Linked DNA regions of Mus musculus: region 1 is linked to region 2. The links are chromatin contacts, called in public HiChIP or PLAC-seq maps. All regions are on one chromosome and are shown on one strand. The core of a region is the stretch at or near the end of the contact, and the rest is flanking DNA. Distances in the headings are between cores, read along the strand shown. Region 1 holds the start of Tmem121b (transmembrane protein 121B). Region 2 holds the start of Zfp9 (zinc finger protein 9).

The links. HiChIP or PLAC-seq counts read pairs in DNA pulled down with a chosen protein or histone mark.
Region 1: a contact with region 2 is called in an H3K4me3 HiChIP or PLAC-seq map of embryonic forebrain, with 9 times the contacts expected there. The contact joins the promoter of Tmem121b here to the promoter of Zfp9 in region 2. A contact is called at or near these places in 1 of 39 promoter capture datasets (hippocampal neurons) and 2 of 115 datasets of contacts at active chromatin or transcription factors (astrocytes and embryonic forebrain).

Annotation. Positions count from the first base shown.
Region 1 is chr6:120,492,445-120,495,323 of GRCm38.p6, forward strand. Tmem121b (transmembrane protein 121B) reads right to left here and starts at 1,502. Exons shown (of 1, transcript NM_033567.2): 1 at 1-1,502. The coding sequence starts at 1,310.
Region 2 is chr6:118,477,924-118,480,761 of GRCm38.p6, forward strand. It overlaps Zfp9 (zinc finger protein 9), which reads right to left and starts at 1,350. Exons shown (of 6, transcript NM_011763.2): 1 at 1,283-1,350.

The sequences.
Region 1 (2,879 bases), core at 252-2,751, 2.0 Mb after region 2:
AGCACTGGGGAGGCAAGAGTGAGGAAGTAGACGGCGATGAGCAGGTAGCGCAGGTGCGCCGGAAGCGGCACGCGGCCGTCCAGCATCAGCTCCACCAGTGTAAAGCTGTCCAGCAGGTCCAGACACGTGCCCAGGAAGCAGCCCGCGGCGCGATGCTGCTGTGGCTGCAGGAGCAGGGGACCCGCCGAGCCCGGGGGCGCGCCCGCCTCGCTAATGGCACGCACTAGGCTGTAGAGCAGCGGCACGGACAGCGCCATGGTAAGGCGAAAGCCCGTGGTGCCAAAGGGCGCGCGCAGCTCGATGAGGTCCAGGATGGATGTGCCCAGGATGAGCACCACCTTAGGGGTGAAAGCGATGGAGTAGATGAGCCAGGCCAGGTACGCAAAAGCGAACTCGCCCGCTGCCCCAGTCGTCCCCGGCCCGGCTCCGGAGCCTCCAGAACCTCCTCGGCCCCCGCGAGCCTTGGCCCCGGCCCCCGCCGACGCCGCTGCGGATAGGTGCAGAGGCGGAGCCGAGTGGTGGTGGAGCTGGTGGTGGTTGTGCATGCTGTTCGCTGGGCCGCCCCGACGGCCCCGGCTGTTCTTGGCGAAGAAGATGGCCCAGCCCACCACCACCACGAGGTCGGTGGCGATCCAAGAGCACCAGTACAGGTCAGTGACTGCAATGAGGTACAGGTCCAGCAGACCGCCCTGCGCCAGCAGCAGCACCACAGACAGCGCCTGGTAGCCCCAGCGGCAGCCGGGGCTTGGCGAGCAGCCCCGGCGCCGACCCCTACGGCCGGAGCGAGTGGGGCGGCCGCAGCAGCAACAGCAGCACGAGCAGCAGGAGGCGGCGCCGCCGGTCCCGGTGCCGCCTGCGCCCACCGCCGAGCGGCTCCCGGGGCCCCCGACGGTGCCGGCCGCGGCGCCCGCGCCGAAGTCCGCGGCGGTCATGCTGCAGGAAGAGGTGGGCGTGGAAGTGGAGGAGGCGGCGGCGGGCGCGGTGGCGGAGACTGGGACGCCCCCCTGAGCTGGGGGCCCGGGGAGCGCGGCGGCGGCGGGCACCAGTGGCTTGCTGATGCTAATGCTCTCGTCGTCGTCCTCTCGCTCCGCGCCTGTGCTGCTGCTCGGGGAGCCGCCGCCTCCGCCGCGTCTGCCGCCGCACCCCCCGCGGCTGGTGCTGGTGCTGGTGCTGCTGTCGCCCGAGCCTCTCCGGCCGCGGGAGGAGCCCCCCCGGAGGAAGAGGGGCTGTAGCCGGGCTGCGGCGGGGGGCGGCGGAAAGGAGGCGGGCGCGGACGAGAGCGCGCGAGGGTGGCCCAGCGCCGGGTGCATTGTCCTCGGAGGGGCTCCAGGGGCTGCCCGGCCGCTCTCTCCCCGTCAACCTCGGGCTGACGAGGCGGCAGAGGGGAACCCGGGCCAGCCGCTGCCGCCTCCTCGCCAGCTGCTGGAACTCGCACCCGGGTCGGGAGGCAGAGAGATCCGGACTGGAGCGGCCGGACTGGGCGAGTGAAGCCGCGGGTGGCTGAGCTGGGGGAGCGCGGGGGAGCCGAGCAGACCGCCGGGACCGGAGAGGCGGGGGCGGAGGAGGGGAGCGAGCCCAGCAGGCAGCAGAAGGAGCTGGCAGCGGGGAAACCAGGACTGGATTCGAGGGAGAGAGGAGGCGAGAATAGAGGAGGAGAAAGCCTGGCTGGCTGGATCAGCAGGAAGGAAAGGAGGGAGAACTGAGGTGCCGGAGTAGAGTTGAAAGCGTATCAGGCCAGGCGGGATAGGAACATGAAGTCTCTAGCTCCACAGCCCTAAGGGCTGAACCTGAACTGCTGGGTGGCCTTGGTCTCAGTGTAGACCACAACTTCGTGCTTCCAAGCACCACTGTCCTTTCTTGCCTATCAGGAGGAAGCGCAAGCCAACTTCTCCTCTGTGCGCCAACGACCATTCTGCCATCTCCTTCCGTAAAGGCCCTGAGAACTCAATGGAAGTGATTAAAAAGTTAAATAAAAAAAGAACCAGAAAGAGCTCGGGGATGGTGTATCTCAATTGGTAGAATGACCCGCCTTGTATGCATCCAGTCCTGGGTTCCAACCCACCACCAGAAACCAAACCAAACAAACACCACCCCCAATTCTATTATTCAGAAGGAGCACTCCCAACCAAGTACTGCATTTTCACACATCCAAAGCTGTCCTCCCCTCGGAGATCTTCAGTTTCCAGTTAATGAAAAGGCTCCCTGAATATAATTGCTGAGAAGAGGGCTTAGGAAGAGGGTGGGGTGCAAATACCACTGTCTAGTCCTGGGGTAGGGGAGGCCAGGGCCAGGGCAGGAAGCCACTCTGGAGACCTGGGGTGGGGCAGTTGCTTGCTTAGCCAGGCTCATCTTTGGTATTCTGAAAGGTTTGTACCTAGCTTGCATGCAGCGCGGAGGGGTTCCTCCCCATCACCCCACATCTGATTCCAGGTCTGAGGAGGTCGAGCAGAAGGCTCAGAAATCCAAAGTCACCATTGACTACATAGCAAGTTTGAGGCCAGCTTTGGGTTATGTGAGACCCTGTCATCAAAAAAAAAAAAAAAAAGCTAAAGCAGGAGATGAAATAACAGGAAAATATGTCTGACCAAGAAAGGGGGTGGGGGGATCTTTAGAGGTATGGAAGCATGCAAAAGAATAAACTCCAGCAGAGCCTGGTGTCACAAGCCAGCTCCTCTGTAACCCCAGGTACTCAGGAACCTGAAACAGGAGCTTTGAAGGTTCAAGGCCAGCCTTGCCCATTCCGGTCCATGGGCTGAGTCTGCCTAGGGGCTGCCCTCCCCCTTCCAACCCCACTGGTAGGAGTCCTGAAGGGCAGGAGGTAAAGTCCTGCTTTTAGAGGTAGAGGAGAAGAAAACTACAATAGCATTTGGGGCTCGAGA
Region 2 (2,838 bases), core at 100-2,599:
GGCATTGGGACTTAGTTTCAATGCTATTATTCTTAAAGTGAAAGGAATTAAATCATGGTGAATAACCCTCTGTGCAGCCTCCGGTCAAGCCTTGACAGCCACACAACAGGTTTAGATCCCTGTAATTGACTGGCCTCTCAAAACAGGCTGAAACAGGGGGGTGGGGTGAAATTAAATTACATCTTAATGAACTGTTGCATGGCTGCCAAATCTAGCTTTGAAACAAATGAAGCTTTGAAACAAAATTACCTTCAAAAATAGCAATTTGAAGCCACATGGAGTGAGGCACACTTCTAGCCCCAGCACTGTAAAGGCCGAGGCAGGCAGATAGCAAGATTAAGGCTGGTTTAAGCTATAGAACGAGAGCTAGACCAGCTTGGACTACATAGTGAGACATTATTTCAAATAAATACATAAATAAAGTCATTAATTAATTAGACAACAGTTTTAGTACCATATTCCCTAAAAAGGTATATCGTGTATATAGATTAAAAACAAAAACAAACAAACAAAAAACCAAATGCTTAATTCCAGTCAGCCGGGTGCATACCAAAGGCCTAATGTATAAGGCCAGATACAAATGCGCCAATCATCAGCCTTAGGAAATCTCCTTCGTAACAGAGAACACAAATGAACAACAGTTCTCATCTTTTAGATCTGTCTCTGCTGGACGGGGTGGCACACACCTGTAAACCCAGCATCCTGGAGGCTGAGGCAGGAGTTTCAACAGCTCCAAACTAGTCTGGAGCTCCAAGGCCAGATCGACACCCCACCCCCAATCTGTTTTACTTCTATTCCCTTAGAGGGTGAGTGTATATAATTCCCAGATTCTCAGGAAAATTTAATACTGAAAGACCTTTTTTTAAAAAGCAATACTGTACTTCCAAATAACTGTTCAACAGTCTAACAAAGGATAGCTGAGGGATATGGGGAGGGAGAGCCTTAATTAATCTCTCACACTAAGGGATCCAGAGGAGGCTGGAGGAGTTTTAGGAATAGAAGACTCCAGGTATGATCAAGTATGCTTCAAGGCTGTGTCCTCAGCGGCTGCACGGAAAGCAGACGCAGACAGGACTGCGTGGAAGAGACAAGCCCGGCAGAGTTAAACAATAGAGGATTACGACCACCCGCAGGTACTGGGTAAACCAAACAGCCTCTGTGAACAGCTTTGAGGGGCCCAGATGAAAGGACCTGGCTCTGCTGGAAAAGCAGCAGCCCGCCCTGCTTGTTCCACAGCACTCTGCAAGACTGCCCTGCTCCGTGCGCCCTGAGCGATTCTCACCTCGGTGACAGCGGCCTCCGCTGCAGATGCCCGGGGATGGCTGAGAAGCGGGAGGACGCCGACGTGGCGGGAGGACAAGGCGAGTGGGTGCCACGTCACCCGGGCGGTGGCTCAGACCCGCCTGCCTCCCGCTGATGTCCCCTCCTCTCCCCTCCCCTTCCCTCCCCTCCCCTCCCCTCCTCAGCCCGCCCAGCGCGCTCCTCCCGCCGCCGCCCCACAGGATCGCGTGCTCGCTCGCCCGCCCGCCCGCCGCAATCGGAGAACCCCTCAAATCGGGGGATGCCGCGGGGCTCGGTGTCCCCCGCAAGACGAAGGACAAAAGTTCCTCAGCTGACAGGCGAGGGCTCTGCCCATGCGCCTAACGGCCCTCCTTTCTGGACTACGCTTTCCAGAAGCCTCCGCGATGACTCCGTGTGTGATCACGTTATGAAGTTTGGCTCTGAGTACCTCACTGTTGAGCGCTGCGCTGCTTCCCTAAGGCCTGATCTTTAAGGGGATGATTGAACAAGCAATGGGCACCCTGCGGAGTTAGACAGAAGGCCGTCAGAGGGTGCGCAGTGTGTACGGTGGGGTAGCTTAAATACTTGAAGTTTACATCCAAGGAGCTTGCAATTTTGTCTTAGGATTACTACCTTTCAAAACTATGTAAACGATAACACGAAACGCGAGAAACTAAAAAAATATGTACAGTATATATAAACCAAAAGAATACACCAAGTAAAGTGCCCTACATGTTAGTCCCCGCCTCCCCCTGGCCAAATTTTTAAAGTTGTATCCTACCGATGCAGAATGCCATTCTTATCCTCTCACTAAGAACGATGTCCTGAATATGTAAAACAACTTGTATATGTCCTTGGCCATAACTTTAGTCCGCACTGTACTAACCTTAGAAATATGGAAATATTACATTCTTCATACGAAAGTTACAATTTTTACACATAAATGTATACATATAGCATATATGGTGCCAGAGCTTTTAAGATCAACGACTGAGCCCCGGGCAGCCATAAGGACTCAGACTCATTGACTGGTCCTCAAAAGGCCAACTTAAGAGACAAGGGGACCAAACAGCCTGCAAGGTTCAGGATAAAGGTATTGTTGGCACAGAAACACAGCTCTTGCCTCTAAGGGGATAACTCTAAGGGGTTATTGTGAACTGAACATAATGATGGTCCTGGAACATAGACTTAGGGCACCCCAAATTTCCTTTTCCAACGTGCAAGCTGCTTCCCGGGGCTGTTTTATTTTGTGTATATGGGTTTGGGCCTGCATGTCTGTGTATCATGTGGGAGACATGCATGATGAAGCCAGAAGGGGGCATCTGATCCCTTGGAACTGGAGTGACGATCAGTCGTGAGCCATAATGTGGCACTGGGAAATGAACCCCTGGTCCTCTGGAAGTGGACCCAGCACTCGTCACCTCTGCCCCATCTCTTTGGTCCCTTCACAGAGCCTTCAGAGTAATAGAACAGAAGAAGTCATCAATGAGGACACTCACACACACTGGCGGAAACAATAGATGGGCAGGGTAAAACCAAATGGGAAAGTCTTGGCCT